Regions from separate parts of the Rattus norvegicus genome. Here all the other regions are linked to region 2. A link is a contact called in public Hi-C data. All regions are on one chromosome and are shown on one strand. The core of a region is the stretch at or near the end of the contact, and the rest is flanking DNA. Distances in the headings are between cores, read along the strand shown.

Evidence for each region. Hi-C and Micro-C count contacts between places; a contact is called where the count stands out from the background.
Region 1: a Hi-C map of prefrontal cortex shows a contact between it and region 2, with 4 times the contacts expected there. The contact joins the promoter of Mrpl16 here to the promoter of Patl1 in region 2. A contact is called at or near these places in 12 of 12 Hi-C or Micro-C datasets (the A7r5 cell line, the Rat2 cell line, Schwann cells and 7 more) and 1 of 1 datasets of contacts at active chromatin or transcription factors (oligodendrocytes).
Region 3: a Hi-C map of Schwann cells shows a contact between it and region 2, with 2.2 times the contacts expected there. The contact joins the promoter of Stx3 here to the promoter of Patl1 in region 2. A contact is called at or near these places in 4 of 12 Hi-C or Micro-C datasets (Schwann cells, frontal cortex, kidney and 1 more).

The regions. Positions count from the first base shown.
Region 1 is chr1:218,056,910-218,060,299 of GRCr8, reverse strand. It overlaps Mrpl16 (mitochondrial ribosomal protein L16), which reads right to left and starts at 1,861. Exons shown (of 4, transcript NM_001009647.1): 1 at 1,723-1,861; 2 at 1,382-1,447. The coding sequence starts at 1,777. It also overlaps a transcript of Stx3 not described here.
Region 2 is chr1:218,254,286-218,257,530 of GRCr8, reverse strand. Patl1 (PAT1 homolog 1, processing body mRNA decay factor) reads right to left here and starts at 1,656. Exons shown (of 19, transcript NM_001108520.2): 1 at 1,537-1,656. The coding sequence starts at 1,551.
Region 3 is chr1:218,108,626-218,111,742 of GRCr8, reverse strand. Stx3 (syntaxin 3) reads left to right here and starts at 1,277. Exons shown (of 11, transcript NM_031124.2): 1 at 1,277-1,383. The coding sequence starts at 1,354.

The sequences.
Region 1 (3,390 bases), core at 612-3,111, 200 kb after region 2:
GCATACAAAATAAAAGGAAAAAAGTAATTAAAAATAAAAAAAATTGAAAACAAGAACATACATAATTTTCACCTAGGCCAAGAATCATAATTGGGCAGGTGGTATTCTAATCTCCACTTTAAAGAAGAGGAACTTGGGCTGGAGAGATGGCTCAGTGGTTAAAAGCACTGACTGCTTTATCAGAGGTCCTGAGTTCAATTCCCATAAACCACATAGTGGCTCACAACCATCTGTAATGGGATCTGATGCCCTCTTTTGGATTATCTGGAGATAGCTACAGTGTTCTCATATAAATAAAATAAATCTAAAAAAAAAAAAGAAAAAAGAAGAGGAACTTAAGGTGTAGAGACTAGAGACATCTCACAATTAACCCAGTTAAAACATAAAAGCCAGAAGCATGTTATTTTTAAAAAAGAAGAAAAGGGGCCACTGTTCCTCTGTATTCTAGTGGGGGCACAGAACACTATACTGTAGAAAAAAATTGTCCTTCAATTCTGTTGGGAAACTTACAAACTAGGATTTCTCTGGTCTATTAACATCTTTACTCTCCATATGCGAACTTGAGAAAAACAATTGTGATTGATTTAAAAAAATATGAAAAAGAACGGCTCCATGATAGAAATAAACAAAACAGGAAGCCTCAAGAAGTCATCAGATTATCAGTGTCATTAAAAGTTGGTGTTCCAGGTTATAACCCCACCCCCCACCCCGGGCTTCCATGAGCAGCTACTGTGAAACCCGGTAACACTTTCTTTTAGAAGTCAGTATGCATTTCTAAGCGCACACAGCACTTTATTAAGAATTTTATGAGTGTTTTGCCTACATGTATTGATGCGCAGAAGAGGATGTAGGAATCTCTGAGGCTGGGATCACAGACGGTTATGAACCATTCTGTGGGTTCTGAGAACTGAACCTGGGTTCTCTGCAAGAGCAACACATGTTATTAACTGCTGAGCCATCGCTCCAGCCCACAAGACCCTCAGATGTCCAGGTCATTTGCATTTTGGGAGTTTTTAGTGTATTAAAGAGTAAAGTTAGATTTACAGGACTGCAGTGCACCTGGTTACTATTGCTAACTGTCTGCATATATGAACTATTATTGAGCGAAGATAAAAAATCTAATAAATGCCCAGTTAGTGCGGACTGGGTAGATCATGGGCCACACAGATCAGTGGTAGGACGCCTGGGAACTAGCCCAATAGTTACTTGCTTTGCAACAGCGAGGGACTTCGTTGCCTCTAATGCTTATCAGAACACTGCTTGGCAGCACAGTTCTCCTTCCTTACATATATCTGTTGAATCACTCAGGAGGGAGGAAGCACAAGCACACCTACGATGTCTTTTATCAGAGGGAAAAAAAGTGGAAATGATAAGTACTTACTTTCAAAAGTTGGAACTGGGAGGAGCGTCTTCAGACCAGCACTGGTGGGAAGGGCTGCCCAAGTATCTACAAAGACAAATCAAACCATTGTTGTTATACTCCGGATCACTCCTGGCAGAGGTGTCTAGAAGTATGGGGGTACGAGTTCCACTAAATGTGTTCCCAAGGCAACAACTAGGATCACGGAGCACCGTCTCCCGCACAAGACCAGGACCCATGCATCCGCATAGTGGAGGCGGAGGAAGGAAAGCGCAGGTCCTATTGGAGTAAGCATATACTTTGGAATGTGGGGAGGAAGAACAGGGAGATGCCTTTTTAAAAGATCAAACGGATTTTCTGACCTGAAAAGTGCATCCGCCAGAGCGGCGCGGGCGCGCGCGTCAGTAGCCTCCACATGGCCACGCGCGTGCAGCCGGGTCGGGATTCTCTCGGCGACAACAGTACCTTTCCTCAGTTCAGCGCTCGGTCGCCTGCGGACACAAGACCGGAAGTGGCGTATTCTGTTCCATCTTTTACAGAGTCCTGACGGAAGTGGAGGAAATTTGAGCCCAGCACCTGGTTCCGGAGCAGGTATCTGCAGGTTAAAAGTCACGCAGGCCAAGCCACGCCCAATGTGTTTCAAGTTTCCTTGAGGGTTGGCTGTTTTTTTGTTTTTTGTTTTCCTGCTTAATGATCGCTCTGGGTTTACTTCTTAATGTAGAAAGCTGTGAAAGCCTGAGGTTTGGTGGTAGGCAAGTTGTTGCCTTAACTTTCCCTACATTTTTGTCCCTTCTCTAGGGACATAGAAAGATACCATTGATTTATCATTGGCTTACTTACTGTGCGTTTGCTGAATTTGGTCTTGACAAATCTATCATAAGAGCTGTAGCTGGACCAACCGGCTGGGTTCGATCGCCTGTCCTCAATATGCTAATTAAAAGAAAATAAGGGCGAAAGCTATTCATTTAAGGTGGCTTCACTTGGAGTAACAGATGACAGGCTCCAATGACCATCCAAGATTGTCTTCATTGCCCTGAAATGAGCTTTAAGCCTGCATCTGTCCGTCCATCCATCTATCTATCTATCATCTATCTATCTATCTATCTATCTATCTATCTATCTATCTATCTATCTATCTATGAGACTAGAATCTCTATGTAGTTCTGTCTGTCCTGGAATTCACTATGTAGATCAGGCTGGCTTCAAACTCACAGAGATCTGCCTGCCTCAGCCTCCTCAGTGTGGGATTAAAGACACGTACCACACCTGGCATCTTTAAGTTTAAATAGAGGACGAATTGGGGCATTGAATGGGGAGTGGGCTGAAAAGTATGCATAATTAAGCAGTCCAGGATTAGGTGTCTGGTTGATCATTGCTTCAGTTCCGATTTGGCACAGTGGTCATCTCAAGCTGGCACAGTTTAACAGGATTAATCTGTTTCTATAAATGATCAGTTTGGTTTCAAGATTTAGCCTTGTCTTCACAGAAGTGGGGCAGTGTTCTGTCTTCAAATTTTTCCCTTCAAGAATTCCCAGAGAGGGCTGGAGAGATGGCTCAGCGGTTAAGAGCACCGGACTACTCTTCCAGAGGTCCTGAGTTCAATTCCCAGCAACCACATGGTGGCTCACAACCATCTGTAAAGAGATCCGATGCCCTCTTCTGGTGTGTCTGAAGACAGCTACAGTGTACTTATATATAATAAATGAATAAATCTTAAAAAAAAAAGAATTCCCAGAGAAGGAGCTGGAGAGACAGCTGGGTAGTTAAGGGGATTGGCTGCTGTAGTGAATGGATTACACCATAATTTAATAACAAAGGGAAATGAAATAATGTATATTATACTTTTGGTAATAGTGGGCATATTATTTTTCCTGAGGCTGGAGCTTTGTAATCATTAGAACAAGAGGATTTGTATCCAAGCATTTAGGAGACAGAGGGGATTAGCAAACGAGACCGATGTCTGCTGTGTTTAACTCATGTTAAATCTGTCTGCCCTTAAGAATTACCTTCACAACAGTAAGTACAATCTA
Region 2 (3,245 bases), core at 407-2,906:
TCACAACTTCTTGTTCTACTCTTATAAAGTTGCCTAATAGGAAACTTGAAAAAACATTTTAATTTCTTTTTATTTTATATGCATTGGTGTTTTGCCTGCATACATGTATATGTGATGGTGCTAGGTCCCCTGGAACTGTAGTTACAAGTTATGAGCTGCCATGTGGGTGCTGGGAATTGAACCCAGGGTTTGTGGGAGAGCAGCCATTGCTCCGGCTCCCAGACAACTCTCCCAGACAACTTCTGAGGACCCACTATGTCTTCACACTCTATACTAGGTACTAAATCTCAGTCCCTTAAACTGTAATTCTGAGCCAAACACAACTTGATGAAAGAAATCTGTGTGAAGATCAAAGGAGGCAAAGATTTTAGAAAGCTGAATATTAGCTAGACTCACCATAACATCTTGGGTATGTTCTACTTTATTTTGTTTTAGTTACTGTTTCTCTAGGTACAGGATGGCTTAGCACTCCTGATTCTCCTGCCTCAGCCTCCAGGGAGTAAAGATCACTAGACAAGCTTAGTAAGTATATGCTAATTTCAATCATTTCTCCCAATTCAAATTTATTCAGTTTACCAAGTTTTCTTTGCTTCTGGCAACTTATATTCACAGTATCTCATCATCACTCTTCATCTTTTCACAAAGTGAGTTGAGTCACATATGTAAAGTCAAGCATTCTATTGTTTTCAATGTTCAAAGATTCCAAAATGGAATTCCACACAGTAGTGTTACAGCTTGTGATATAACTTACCTGGGAACTCTGAAGGGCCTTTCTACCCAATCTTCCTCCCCTAAAGAGCCAGTCCTGCAACTGCCTCCATACCAGAAGCAACTTCTAGCAACTCTTTATATCACAACGATCTACTGGGCCAAATCAGGATGGCTCAGTAAGGATTTTCCTAGCTCAGTCCCTAAACTATAAATCCGGAATCTGTTTGGCCCCAAGATTAGGAGTTGCTCAAGGTCACACAGCAGTAAATGACCGTCAGCAAACAGCTACATTCTCCAGGCGTCACCAAACCCACACTTTCCTCCATTCACCTAGAAGGAACTTCTGGGGGACACGCCCCCTCCCCACTCCGAGCCTTCCTTACAAGCTGACTTTAGTCTCAGCCCAAGGGCCAGTTCCTAACCCTCCACCTGACCGCTGCCCGCGTACACACGGGTGTGTGTAATCCGGGTGAAGGGGTTCCGGGTGCAGGGCGGGAAACGCTTCCGTGGGCATTCCCCGGGGATTTTGCCACGGAGTAGGAGCAATGCAGGTCTCCAAGGCAGCTCCACGAGCGGAGGCGCAAGGAAAGGGTCAGGTTACCGCACTTAACGGGCTCTCCCAGCCGCAAACCAGCGGCCGGCTCTAGCCAGTCCCGCCCCCCGAGGTGCGCTTCGGGCCCCACCCGAGCCCGGCGGCCGAAGCCAGGTCGCCAGCCGTCCGCGCCCTGCCCCCTCCTCAGCCGCACAAGACCCGCGCGACGGGCAGCAGAGGAAAAAGGGGGCGCGCGGGCGAGGGAGGGGTCATTTCCGGTCGCAGCCACTCACCTCGTAGCGGAACATTCTTGGGGAAGGGGGAAGGGAGCGGGGAGGGGAGTGGGGGGAGGGAGGGAAAAAAAGCGCCGACTCCCCGGGCTGCTCCGCGCGCGCGGGTCTCCCACCGGCTCGCGACCCCTGGCCGCCGCCGTACGCCGGAGCGTGCGTGGGGACGTGCGCAGGCGCGCCTCGGGCTGGGCGGGCGCCTCGGCGGCTGCAGCTGCGCGGGGACAGATTTGGCGTTTGACTTCCTAGTGTGAGCGGCGGGAAAGAGATCCCTAGGCAAGACACTGCGCACGCGCGGCCGTCGGGGCTGAACCAGAGAGCCTGAGCTTGCGGCTCCTCCTCCGTACTCCCAGCGGCACTCTTGCGCTGTGCTTTTCAGTCACGAGATTCCCGTCACTGACTGGGCGGAGAAAAGCCTTGTGAATGTCACAGGATGCGACCCTAAAGCGACTGCTGAGAAAATCGGGGATTTTATTTTTGGGTGGTTTCACCTAACGTCCAGTGCCCTTCTCGGGGTGCCTGGACTTGATCTGTGAGGGGGAATAGTGTGGAAAATCAGTGTTCTGGAAAGGGACGGGTCGCTGGCTGAATCAGCAGGGAGACCAAGGCTGTGATTAATAGAGGCCAAAGTGTTGACAGCATCTGTTTTCAGGAAAAAGACAAGGCACATTTAAAGAGGGTTATTTAAAGTGATATTTTTAGATGCCAGGCGCTTCAGGCCGTTGGGAAGCGGGAGAGCCCTAACGGGCCGCGCAGCCTTAGGGTTGGGGTCACCGTAGCAAGGTCAGTGAGCTTGAGTGCGCTGTAGACAACCATTTCCGTTCAGGATCAAGCCCAGAGGAGTTTGCTCAGCTTGCAAGCCTCAGCACCCTGGTTCTAGCAGCTTTGGTGCTTTATTGCCTCTAGTGAGTCCGTCTGAGTGGGTGTCTTAATTTTTATTTTATTTTTGAAACAGGGTTTCTCTGTGTAGCACTGGCTGTCTTGTTATTCACTCTGTAGACCAGGCAGCATAGCTCCTCCTGCCTTTGCCTCAGAGTGTTGGATTAAAGGGGAACAATGTCACTCACTACCCCCTGGCTCTTGTCTCACCTGGGAATGAATGGTGCACTTTAATTCCTTAACACATGACTGTTAACGGGACTGGGTTAATCAACTAGCTTACTATAAGCATTGGATTTGAAAATAGAAGTTCTGGATTGGGAAATGTCAGTTTTTCCACTGCTATGAGAAACTGGGCATGTTTTTCTAAACATCTGACCCTTCATGTTTTCTTTCATAAAATGGGTATAATTATATCTATCTCACCAAGTAGAATACATTCTCTGCTCTAAGTAGATAGCCTTAAGCCTCTCACTGCAAAGTGTTGCAGGGTTGGGTAGCTAAAATGTCTGAATTCCTAAATCGGATCACTTAAGAGCAAATCCACTTGACTCTTTCTTTCTTTCTTTCTTTCTTTCTTTCTTTCTTTCTTTCTTTCTTTCTTTCTTTCTTTTTTTTTTTTTGCCTCCCTCCCCAATCCACTTGACTCTTAAAGAGAAGGCAAGGTAAGCTAGTAATTGATTTTCAAGAGTTATGAAACTTTCGTGTGAGGTAACAGGCTCTTACGATTATCAAAGTACCAAGAGGCCATTTAGACCAAGAGCTATCAAACTCTGGTCAGACTTATTTTGTAAGCCTGCCAGCCCGCATTTACAAAATGTCTTTTGTTGGTTTGC
Region 3 (3,117 bases), core at 28-2,527, 150 kb after region 2:
GGGTTTACGACCACCGGGGGCGTGGAAGCTTTCGCAGTCCGGGCAAGGCCAGTATCAGGACAGGAGCGGGATTAGACAGGAGAGAGGATTAGAGTAAAGAACCGCAGGGTTGGCTCAAACAGCTCAAGCCCTGCCTTACTTGACTATCTTTATGGCAGCAGAGGAAGTCAATAGGAACGTGCACATCGCAGAGGGTAAAGTCCGGTTGTAATTAACAAAGTATCTATGGCCTTTAAAATTGAACGGAAAGCCGAGGATACTTCTGGAATTTGAGACCAAGTCTTCGCTAGCTCCAATTGTTGACCACTATACTGGTTGATAGACATTTGTTACCCAAAACCAAATAGGGGAGGGGAATAGGGGCATGGTTGAAGAGGAAGGGCAGTGAGAGGAATCACACTTTTCTAAAAAATCAAATCAAATCCCGGGGCTTTTTACAGCAAGGAGGAGAGAGGTGGGCTTAAGTTTTCTAAATCAAACGTCTTTAGATCCTATAATCCTGCCAGATAGTTACAAGTTAGTCACTTCTTGTACAGGCTTCGCAGCAAATTGCTAAGCAGTTTCTGATTTATTTATTGATTAATTTATTTAGCTATGGAAACTGAGTCCTCTAGAGGATCAGGATTTCCTTAAGTTATTCAAATTGTTAGTAAAAGGTTACTGAACCACGTACACGTCTAGGAGAGGCCCCAAAGCCACTAACAGTATAATCCCTCAAATTCCTCGCCGCTGCCAGATCCAGGGCATTTCATCTGCAGTTACGCTTCACCGGAACAGGTCTCTGAGCCTGGGCCACGCAGATTCTATACCTCGCAGGTCCTTTCTTTAAGGCAGTGTATCTCTTGAGTATCGTGGGATCATCACTTTGCCTTATCAAGGGAGCAGGCACCAGCTTGTCTTCAACCGGACGAGTCCGTAGATGGCTGGACAATAAGCACAGTGAGGAAAATGCCAAATCGAAGCCAGACAGATCCCCTCTTTTTTTCTCTGCCTTTCATGGGCGGCGGAGGGAGGATATCCCCGAATGCTTCCGGCATTGGAGCGCGCGCTGTCCCTTTAAGCAGGAGCGCGGGGCGCGGCTCAGGTATGGGGCGTGTCCAGGGGGCGGGCGAGCCCTGAGCCGGCTCTGTCTCGCAGCCGGATTTGGAGCAGGGCGCCAGCGGGGGCCGGAGGGGGCGGCGCGGCGGACCTCGGTGGCCTCGGACGCTCCTCCTCGAGAGCGGCCGCCGCCCGCCTCCGCCCGTGCTAGCGCTGCTCTCTCGCCCTGGCCGGCACCCCCGCAGTTGCTCCAGGCCGCTCACTTGGGACGCGCTTACCTGAGACAAGGCGCCTGCCACCCTCACCTGGACCAGGATGAAGGACCGACTGGAGCAGCTGAAGGCCGTGAGTCCGCCGCGCTTGGGGATCAGGCGGGCCCGGGGCTGCGGGGATCCGCCGTCAGGAGAAGTGACGTGGGAGAAGGGCTTTTCCTAGCTCCCCTAACCCAAGCCGCAGGGGTACCCTGCGCGCTAGGCCTCACTCTCCAAGCCCCCGCCTCATCCCGCAGAGTTTTGAACCCTCCCCTCCCCTGTAGGGTCATGTGCTCGGTGATTCATCACCTAGCTGCGATTTCCCTGGACGCCCGCAACCTCCTACTTCTGCTCCCCTAAAGCTGGACAGGGTTCCTCCAGAGCTGGACCCACTCGGGTACTTGAAATCAGCGGGGCTAATGGAAAAGTCAGGGGGCTCACTGCACCAGCTGTCTTCTGCAGCCAGGCACTGTGACCCAAACTGTCCTCCTCCTCTTTCTGTTTTCCTCCCAGAGCACCGGGCAGGGATACTCCATCCCGGGAGTAGCTGAAAGTTCCGGTGACTTCCGGAGCACTGAGCCTGTTAGGTGCTGGGATGGGCACCTCTCCTCCCATTCAGTGGTCTGTAATTATTTTGTCTTGAATGCCTTGAGACAGCTGTGGTCGTCTGCCGCACAAAAGCTGAAAAGCTTAGGTCACTTACTCTTTTGAGCCTATTTCCTTGTTGGTCAAGGGAGAATCTTCCTTCCTTCCTTCTGTTATGAAGATTGAATGACACAACGGGACTTGACATAGGGACGTGCTGAGGCGTCATTTTTTTTTGAAATATAGATTCATTTACTAAGTCACTGACTACATTCTAGGGGGCATGGCTAGTGTGAAACTTTGGGAACCCACCCAGTGATACAGGCTACCAGTTAATGGGATATAAAGTGCGGTCCTGGATACTCAACAGTGGAGTCCACCTCCTAGCTAGCCTAGAAGTGAATCAGCTTAGGCCTCAAACTGGACCTGGGGAAGGTCTCACTGAGGCTTCCCAGGAGATTAATGAGCTTCTTACGGTAGGGAAGTATTAGTCTGCATTAGCACTGGGGTTTTGTCCTGGCCCTATTCTTACTGGTTACTCCTTAAACTCCTAGCTTAAGTTTGGTTATCTGAAAAATGAGTAATTGTGTAAGCTAAGAGCCAGTGAACTGCAGAAGAGCCCTTTGTATGACCCCTAGGACTTATGCTAATAACTGTTACTGTTTCTCCCCCATCCCTCCCCTCTGAAATGAAATAGAAATGCTGGTGAGAGTGTGTTGGTGTTGTCATTGTTTTACTTTGCATGGATGAGATCTTCCTCACCCAGTTTGCATGCTCTGGATCCTGGGCTGGGGAGTAGGTTTGGGAGATAGAGAAAGGAGGGAAGGAAGGGACCGTTACTTATTGTGGGAGGCAGCCTCTGTCCCCATATTTGCTTTTTCACCTTTGAGCCTCAGGGCATCCTGGTTAACTGGCGGGCAAACTACTTCTTTTGTAGTTGGGGAACCTTGGTGGAGCTCCCTCTGGATGGGAGGGGTGCCCTCCATCAAAAAGAGTTCAAAGCTTAACAGCCGGCAGAGGCGACTCCCTTTCACTAGTCAGGGAATCTATTTCTAGACTAAGATACTCCCTGTCTCTTTGCAGTAGTTGGTTGTCAACAAAGTAGTCTTAAGTGAGCTTTGAGTTCCAAGTATAAGGCATTTTCCAGGGAACTGGAACAAGCTCTTTTGCCTTTCAGCCCTTCAGGTTTAGCCTCTTGTAAAACAGGGCTAATGCAAGCGAGATGCTAGCTGGTGCCATATTA